Regions from separate parts of the Rattus norvegicus genome. Here all the other regions are linked to region 1. The links are chromatin contacts, called in public Hi-C and HiChIP or PLAC-seq maps. All regions are on one chromosome and are shown on one strand. The core of a region is the stretch at or near the end of the contact, and the rest is flanking DNA. Distances in the headings are between cores, read along the strand shown.

The links. Hi-C and Micro-C count contacts between places; a contact is called where the count stands out from the background. HiChIP or PLAC-seq counts read pairs in DNA pulled down with a chosen protein or histone mark.
Region 2: a contact with region 1 is called in a Hi-C map of the A7r5 cell line, with 2.7 times the contacts expected there. The contact joins the promoter of Sp140 here to the promoter of A630001G21Rikl in region 1. A contact is called at or near these places in 3 of 12 Hi-C or Micro-C datasets (the A7r5 cell line, liver and mammary epithelial cells).
Region 3: an H3K27ac HiChIP or PLAC-seq map of oligodendrocytes shows a contact between it and region 1, with 9 times the contacts expected there. The contact joins the enhancer-like site here to the promoter of A630001G21Rikl in region 1. A contact is called at or near these places in 12 of 12 Hi-C or Micro-C datasets (the A7r5 cell line, the Rat2 cell line, Schwann cells and 7 more) and 1 of 1 datasets of contacts at active chromatin or transcription factors (oligodendrocytes).

The regions. Positions count from the first base shown.
Region 1 is chr9:93,851,758-93,854,676 of GRCr8, forward strand. A630001G21Rikl (RIKEN cDNA A630001G21 gene like) reads right to left here and starts at 1,658. Exons shown (of 5, transcript XM_063268166.1): 1 at 1,498-1,658.
Region 2 is chr9:93,671,284-93,674,218 of GRCr8, forward strand. It overlaps Sp140 (SP140 nuclear body protein), which reads left to right and starts at 1,299. Exons shown (of 23, transcript NM_001012133.1): 1 at 1,299-1,792. The coding sequence starts at 1,761. It also overlaps a transcript of Sp110 not described here.
Region 3 is chr9:93,651,928-93,655,308 of GRCr8, forward strand. Sp110 (SP110 nuclear body protein) reads right to left here. Exons shown (of 13, transcript NM_001034137.1): 10 at 3,082-3,162. Among named protein-coding and RNA genes, the nearest start is that of Sp110, 17 kb to the right of the region's middle. Within about 2 kb of position 1,569, at least 15 of the 93 cell types and tissues checked have an H3K27ac peak or open chromatin away from gene starts, as enhancers often do.

The DNA.
Region 1 (2,919 bases), core at 408-2,907:
GTGAAGGGAAACGGGAGGATGAAGATGACATAAATACAGTACCTATGTATAAAATTCAAAAGCACTAAACATTTCAGTTAAGTCTTAACATCCCTGCTGAAAACCCACTATGTCTGCTCATGCTATCTCCTGGCTATCCCTCTTCAATCCATTTGCCAGCCCCCATGCCAGAGCACCCCGCTGCCTTGATAACTGAAGGTTTGAAGAATGTTTCAGAGATGGAAAGTACATCGGTCTGTATTCTTCTCTAAGACTGTTCTGGCCCTGCAGGGACCCCCCCCCCCATATGACTCTGAGGTTTATACCTCATTTTAGTGGGGGCGAGAAGACCCAAACTATTAGAATTTGGTGGGAAAGGCTGTTGAACATTCTATAGGAGGAGGTGTGCTGAATCTGTAATCCTTTTGGATAGTGTTAACAGAGGGGACAAAGGTAAAACGGGACCCAGACAGAGCAAAGTCTAGGCAAATCCCCCAAGCTTTCTGTTCTGCCGGGTTATAGCTTCTACAAAGAAGCAGTGCCTAAAAAATAATGCTGAGTATTGGCAAAGGAAGATTTCAGCCTCCTTGCCCTCCTTCCTCGATTTGACCACTACTGGGTGTAAAGAGGGGATGGGCTGGGCAGTCAGGGTCTGAGTACACTTTTGAAACTTAACAGTTTAACAGAAAACTAAACCAGGAATTCAACTTGGGTAAAGAGGAAGTGCTAGGCCTTCATTCTAGCCCTTAGCTCTTCCCCTAAAAGGAGAAGAAATTGCTAGGGTCCTTTCCTGAACTCTAGTGGGTCCACTCTGGACTATACCACTGGTGCGGTTAAAAATAAACAAATACATATAGACAGCTTCAGGGGCTAGCAAGTGTCCCCTCCACTGCCTGCCACCACCCGCCTCCCAACCCCCACAACCACAACCCCACCTCAACCCACCCCATGAGGAGCAGGGCAGGGCACTAAGGGGAAATCAGTCTGGGGCCAGACTCCACCCCTCCGGTACCCTTCCCTCCCAGGAGGAGATGACCTCAAGATGGGTGTTCCACAGAGGCTGGTAAAAATGGCTCCTGTCCGACCCTCTTACAGGAAGGAGTACAGGACGCAGCGGCCCAAGCGTACCACTTTGGAACCCTTTGAGATGAGTAATGAGAGTTCCCTCACTCACATCAGTGCTTCCTTGAGAGTTTCATCAGAGAAAAATGATCATCTCATGCCAGGAGAGGAAGCTAGAAGTCAACTCTCTCAGAAAAACTCTGTCTCAAGCCACCATCCCTTCTGTCTGGTTGTTTTTCCGCCTAAACCACTTCACAGGCTGCCTTTGGCCCCTCTCCCTTCCAAAAGGATGCCTTAAGCACCTCTCTTGTTCCTTAGTAAGTTTGCTTTCTGTGATGCATTAACCGATCTGGTGTCTGACTATTTCATATACTCGCTTAAGAAGTCCTCTGGGAGCCAAGGCCTCTCTCCATCCTCGCCCTCATCCCATCTCCCAGCTCCTCCCCAGTTAGCCACCTTCGGTCTGGGAGAATCCGCAGGGAACGCTTCAGCCTTTCTCCCGGCGTCAATTCTGGTCAATAACAAGTCCAGAGAACATAAAGCAGAGCGAAAGCTAGGCCCTCGAGCTGGGGTGGGTTTTAGTAGGTGATTGAGGGAAATTCTAGTGAAATTTGCATCCCCCACCCCCCACCCCCGCCGCCGCGGCTTTCCCTTTCCCTCTCTCTGGTCTCTGCAAAGTCTATCCTGCCCTCTGGTGGTAGCACTTTGTTACTGCATAGTCACCTTTAGAAATAGAGGTTTGAGTGGCCTTCAGCCTGAAATGTTTGGCCCATAATCATTTTTAGCTTTCCAATTTTTGGAGATTTGATGATATTTGCTTTACGCATAATGACATATTTTGAAGACGGGACCTGTAGCAGTAACTTTTCTGCTGCTGTGATAAAAAGACCACGGGCAAGGCATCTTAAAGGAGAGTTATTTGGGCTTTTACGGTTCCAGGGCGGTAAGAGTCCTCCGTCGTGGCAGGAAATCTTATCAATCAGTGGCAGTCATGGTACAGGAACCACGGAGCTCAATCTCTAACTGCAGGAATAGAGAGAGGGGGCTGGAAATGATGTGCGGCCTTGAAACCTCAAAGCTTACTTCCTCAAAGTACTGCCACGTCTAATCTGTCCCCCAAACGGCACCTTAGTCTGGAGACCTCACGCTCAACCACCTAAGCTCATGGGAGAGGGACATTTTCATTCAAATCACCGCACCCAGAAATGGCAGACTTCGTGGAGATATCATCAAAATATTCCCCTAGTAAGTGATCACACACAATGGGCCATCTGCCTGTTTAGAGAGTACTTAAATTACAATGGAGCAAGTTGTCAGAGGTTCAGGAGTCACCCCACAGGCCACAGAAACACCTATCTCAGTTAAACAGGGGTGGTTTATTGAACGCACACCCCAAGACTAATCGACCAGGACGACAGTTCCAAGATACGCCCTGTACATGTCTCGGGACAAGCTCATAACGACTAAGACTACAAAAACCACAATGAGCTGATAGGCAGGAGCTGGAGGTGCTGCCCGGTAACCGGCCCTGACTCAAACCACTTTAGACATAATGGTTCATATTGACCTCTAATTTGATGGGTCCTACTTGAAGCTTATAGTTGTGGAATTTCCTAAGAGTAATAGACCTCCTAACGTACAGAACATAACAGGTTATGTGGTCAGCATGACCCTGCTCTATCTTGAGGTATTTTTCTGCATCAATGGCTGGCAAGCATCTTACAGAAATGATATGAAATAGCTGACGAGCATGGAACAAAATGGCTACAACTGTACAACTGTGTGGGGAGGGGGGGCGCTTATGACGAGTATAAAAAAAAGAGAGAGAAGCCTTTCCTAAGCCTAACCTTTCCTCTCTCCACCCCCTCCAGGCTTGCA
Region 2 (2,935 bases), core at 49-2,548, 180 kb before region 1:
GGCCCCCCACCCCCACCCCAGGACATCCATGAAGCCTCTGGGGCTTTAGATTTGAACCAAGGCTGGCCCTCCACAGGACAGAGTCTCTGTACTTCCTATGGGGACATATACCAATGGTAGAATTTGCAGTCAAGTACAGTCAGAGCAGTAGGCTTGGCGCAGAGTGTCTCAGGGATGGGGACTGAGGGAGGAAGGAAACAAGGCAAGTCTGGTTAATACAGTGTGTGTGTGTGTGTGTGTGTGTGTGTGTGTGTGTGTGTGTGTGTCTGTATGTCTGTCTGCACAAGAATCACAAGTATGCTTATGAGCCAGAAAATTACCCACCCTCGAGAAACCTTTAAAGCAGGAAAAACTCTTACATCAGACAGATGTGAATAAGGGCAAAGGTTTTATTGGGAGCCGCACATACTGAGAACACGGTAATGATGGTAAAACCTCACCTGGCTGGTAATTCCCACCAAATGAGAGCCTATTAGAATTACCCATTTTTAGCACGGTTTTATTAGATACGTAAGATGCCTTCATTTAAAGTGATGATTTTGGTGAACTTTACCACATATTATCATGCCACAGTGATCACACAAGCCAAGTCCTCTGCCCCCCTAAAATCCCCTTTCTTGGCAGAAAACCCCTTCCCAGATTCCAGCCCTAGGGGAACCATGGATTGGTGGTTACACAGCTAAGTCTGGCCGGGGTGGAGATGTCTATAAATGAAGATGACCTTTTTTGGTATGTGGTTTCATTTGCATCCCTGTACTCTTGGGACCTGTTGCTGCAGGAAGTAATTTGTTCCTCTTTAGCAGAGGTCTGAGCCTGGAGCCCTGCACAGGCCCTCATCCCTGGCCACCTTATCTCTGACTCAGTTTTGCCTGCATTTCCAGTCTTCCGTTAGTTGTTTTTGTTTGTTTTGTTTGCGTCCTCAGTCCTGTTTCTTATCTTTTCACGCAAGCTAGTTTCTCACACGGAAGGAGAGTGGCGCTAAGTGCAAAAGGTGTGCAGAATAAATGTAAGGCACCCCTTCTTTAAAACTGTATTGTCCCTGGCTGAAGCCTTGACTGTGACCCACTTCCAAATTCCACGAGATGCCTCTGGTTCTCAAGACCACGGTGAAGTTGCTGGAGCCCTGTCTTGCTTCACTGTCAAGGTCACACCTATGCAAAGCTGTCCCGCCCTGATTCTCTGCACTTGCCTTTGGTTGGTGGAAGTGTGTGGGTGGGGATGAGGGGGGAGGTCTCTCACTCCAGCTTACATTAAAGTCAGAAGCTCGGAAACAAAGCCACGCCTTCTGGCTTTTCCTACTCTGCTGTTCAAATATCAGATGCCACCTCCTCTGGTTCTGACTCAAGGGGCTGCCGGGACAGCCACAGGCCAGAGAGACTGCGGACGACCTACTCTTCCTCATCCTTCCAGGCACCACCCAGCAAAGGGCAAAGGAGTTCCTTCCTTTACTAACCAGCCAGCTGGCCTCAGACAGCTAGGAGCTCTTAGCTGAAACAAACCCTCCCACCTTCTTTCCTTGGAGGGCAGCAGGGGTCCCAGGTTTCTGGGGACTTGGGCTGTCTTTGCTCCTCCCCTGTGGGGCAGAGCCTAGTGGGGGCCAGTGCGTTAGTACAGTGATGTCATAGTTGAACAATTTCACTTTCCTTTTTCTCCTCTTTGGAGGGCTCCGAAGGAGTTCTCTCTGGGCTTCCCAGAGTCTCAGAGCGGGGGTTCAGTCTGCCCTGAGCCAAGTTCAGGGTCCCTTGGGGTCTGCGTAGGGGATGGCAGGAGGAGACAATGGACTCAGCAGCAGGTAAGTCCCATCCTTTCTCTTGTCTCTTGTCTCTGCTAAGATCTGTGTTGAAATGTGTTACTAGGGCCACCCAGGCTGGGACCAAGGCCCACTGATATTTGAGACTGAGCTCATAAGGACACGAAGAACTGGGAAAAGCAGGCTTCATCGCGGGTAGGCTAGCTGTCAGAGAGTCCTATGGTTACCCCCCAACTCACCCCACTTCATTTCCTTGCTCCTGTCCCAGAGCTTGTCTGGCGCGCTGTGGCCTTCCGGTGTGGACTTCCTGGGAGCTCTTGTAGGAGTGGCTGGTTCACTGTGACTTCTGGCCTCTCATCTCTTTCTAACCCTCACTCTAAAGGACAGCTCTGTCCAAGGAAGATCATTTAGAATAAGTTCAAACCTGATCCTGTCGGTTGCCAGTCTTCCCAGGTTAGTGGTTGTGGACAGCCCTGGCCTGAGCCCACATGTCCTACTTAGGTCAGGTCCGGGAGTTTCATCTCTCAGTTGGAGGAAGTGAGAGGGAGGAGGTGGGGAGTGGGTGTTGCTCTTAACCCCTTCTATTCCTGATGGTTACATAGCTGGTTAGAAATAGATGCAAATTCGCTTTGTCTCTCTGTCTCTCTGTCTCTCTGTCTCTCTGTCTGTGTCTGTGTCTGTCTGTCTGTCTCTCTCTCTCTCTCTCTCTCTCTCTCTCTCTCTCTCTCTCTCTCTCTCTCTCTTCCCCCGCATGCGCATGAGAGGAGAGATGGCCCAGGTTTAAGCACTCATACTGCTTTAGTAGTAGACGTCCCCAGCACCCATCCCAGGCTTCTAACTGCCTCTGATGCCCAACTCCGATCAGACACCCTCTTCTGCCTTCCATAGGCGCTGTATTTACATGCAGGAAACACACCGAGACAGACACATATATACATAATTCAAAATAAAAACAAAAAAGATGAGACGAAGGTGTATGTAGCTAATTGCCCTCCAACAGGGACTCTCTTGGGGCAACTTCTGGTCCTGCAGACATCTTAAGAAAGCATCACTTCTCCGTGACGTTTGGTCAAGGCCACTAGTGATACCAACAGCATGCTGTGTCTTTTGGGAGTGAGTGGGGTGGTTCATTACTGGCTCAATGTCTTTCTTATAAGCCTGTTGAAGTGATCTGTCTCTCAGAGT
Region 3 (3,381 bases), core at 319-2,818, 200 kb before region 1:
TTCTGGTGACTTCTCACTGGTGCTGAGTTTGGCCTCATTTGCCCACTTCAGTTCAAGGCCTTTAACGATGGAACCTGAGGGGCAGCCTGTGTGTGATGACTTCAGCACCAGCCAGCCTTATTCTAAGGGAGCTGCGGCAGCTGGTTTAGGCCCTCATTAGCGTGAGCAAACAACCGGGAGCATGCAAGGAAGCAATTAAAGATAAAAAACAATTTCCTGATGTGAAAAGCTTCTATGGAGGAAGGCTGATAAGGAAGGGGAGAAATGGAATGGAAAAAAACCCCTAATTAGTCACCCAAAGACCAGCTCATGGATGCTTCCAAAACACAGGGAGACATGCTAAGGTGATGGTTACACCCAAGAAGGTGAAACACCAGGGATGACCTGTGCACTTTATGACCCATGGACCAAGGGGGAGGGTGGAAGTGGGGTGGCTGGAGGTGTCCTAGACAGATTAAGAACATCAAGAACTGCATCATTCATTCCGGCAAAAAGAAGGCAAGGATCATCCATGTAATACATGGGGTGAGTGGCTCAGACGTGGGGACAGTGAGGAACAGTGACAGTGTGTGAGGAACTGGCCCAGGATGCAGACGAGTTCTTTCTCTGTCATCCAAAATGTCTCAACAGGAGGAAGGTGCCAGTTGATGGGGTGTGTGGCGCCTCCTAGGTTGCCCATGCTCCAGCGGATGGCTCCATACCCAGAATTAATTGGATTCAGTGAGAGATGAACATGGGAGGGGGATGTGCCGGAAGTCAGGGGAAGCTGTAGGAGGAAAGAGGAAGTGGGCTTGACCAAAGCAGACTGTATATATGCATGACTTTTTTGAGACAGGGGCTCTCCGTGTAACGGTCCTGGCTGTCCTGGAACTTACTATGTAGACCATGCAGGCCTCAAACTCAGAGATCAGCCTGCCTCTGCATGTATGATTTTTTTTTTTGGCTTTGAAGATTTATTTATTTATTTTGTATATGAGTACACTGTAGCTGTCTTCAGACACACCAGAAGAAGGCATCAGATCCCATTACAGATGGTTGTGAGCCACCATGTGGTTGCTGGGAATTGAACTCAGGACCTCTGGAAGAGTAGTCAGTGCTCTTAGCCGCTGAGTCATCTCTCCAGCCCCATGTATGACATTTTTAAAGGATAAAGGAACGTATAGTTTTTAAAATGCTAAAATTGGCTCAGTAATACTCCTAATAGTGCAAGCACCCTAGGCCAACCTAGAAGTCATAGCTCATGGTAGACGCTAAGCCGAGGGACAACAGTCAGCATAAGCCTGGGTTCCTGCTTCCTCAAGTGTTTCATAAAAAAGGACTAAAGAGGCATCTGGGATTTTTCGCTTTTTCATTGTAAAGACAAAAAGCATTCAGAAGCACCTACGTGGATCTTAGCTCCTTTGAATCTTTTACCTTTTTACTTGAGTCCGATCATGACGATCAGATGGCAATACGATGGGCAAGCGCTTTGTTAATATACCAACTTATCTCATCCGAGCAAGCCTCTGCATAAGGTCCCGGAGAAACAATCCGCCGTAAGCGCAGTTCAAGAACATTCCAGCAGAGGGCAGCATAGTCCTTGGTACGGACATTCATAGTGTTCTGGCATCCTCCTTGTTCTGATTCGTTAGTTGTTTAAGTATAAACAGAGGCACAGAGGAGCCGGACACAGGACAGAAAACAAGACTGATCCACTCCTGACTTCAAATGCCTCTCACACAGTAAACAGGAGGCACACAGACAACTAACCAAAACTCTGAAAGAGCCGTGACGAGAACTCCCTGACAGCAAGTTACATGTTGGAGACGTATGCCCTGCCCCTGCCCCTGCCCCTGCCCCTGCCCCTGCCCCTCCCCCGCCCCCGCCCCCGCCCCTGCCTTGAAGGTAATTCCTTGTAGAAGCGATACTTATTTAAGGTAGTTCATATGGGTGTGGAGCAGAGAGGGAGCAGGAAGTTGAGATTTGTGGTGAGTATGAGGAAGAGGTGGTAGTGGTGGGGAGCACACTGTGCTCCGCGCTAGCTCGATAGGGATTAGTCTGCGGCCTGTCTTAGGAAAGGACAATTATAATGCTGACTAAGAAAAGCCAAAAGGAAGAACTGGAATCAGCAAAGCAGTGAGATGCTGGCTGCTACTGGGAACTGGGAGAGTGTCCGAGTTGCAGGAAAGCACGGAACATGGATGAGAATCCCCAGTGGTCTGCAAACCCCGGTTGTTCAAATAAAAATAAAGGAATAAAGAGAAAGGCAGAGGGAGAGGAAGGGGAGGAGAGAGATTGTGGGGGAAAAATAGAAGACCTCAGAGCTACGTAGGTGCTTGTTTCTTAAGGTAAGCAGTAGCTTTTGTGGGCCAGAGATGCGTGGTGGGACCAAGAGTTAGCGCTGATAGTAATGGGGCTTGCTATGTAAATCTGGCAATTTTAATCGGATTCCAGGAGCTCAAATAAAGGTGCAAGGAGAGACCAAACTCTGCAAAACTCATTCTCTAACCGCCGCATGCACCCTTTGGCCCACAAGTCCTTTCATAACGGTGCAGGTTGCTTATGTGTAGTGTTATGTCTGTATGTGGGTGTTTTGTTTTGCTTGCATGTTTAGCTGTGTACCACAATCATGCCTAGTGCTCCTGGATGCCAGAAGAAGTCATTGTATCCCCTAGAGCTGGAATTTAGGACAGTTTCTAGCCACCATGTGGATGCTGGGAGTCTGAAAAAGCAGCCAGTACTCTTAACTTCTGAGCTGTCTGCCCCGAGACTGGATTTCTAGAAACAACCCTGACTCACAAGCTGGAGATTTTCAGTGTAGGGCAAGCAATATTCTCAAGCAGATTCTCAGCAGCAGTGATGCTGTCCTCAGTGGGGGCAAACATTTCCCCCTTTCAGGAGGGGAAAAAGATAACACCACACACACACAGTCCATGCCTGTCTATCAGTAAGTAGTCTTAAGCTATCATGCATGGGAAGGTTGTGGTGGGAAAACAGACACCCAGAGGGCTCCTTGGGCAGTGAAAGCCTGGCTTAGAGAGTGCTGCTGTTAGTGTGGGCGCCTGCTGGCTGCATCCTGAGACCCAGGCTCCCTATCCTTACCGTGTATGGTTCTTCCTGCTGTGTGGGGCCTCTTCTGAGGCCTCTTTCTAGCCCTTGGTTTTGATGCTTCCTTGCTGATCTCTAGAAGAAAAAGGAAGAAATGTTATTCCTTGCCTGTGGACGCTCCATGAGAAGTCTCCCAACCTCACAGGGCCTCTCATACTTCAGAGCCGAGCACTGCAGACTCTAGGCTGCCTCCTCTTCCCAGGGTGGGAAAATGGGAAAGTTAAACATAAAATACTTCTGTCACGTCTCCAGAGTCCACAGTTGGCCGAAGAAGACTGTGTATGGGCCTATGTT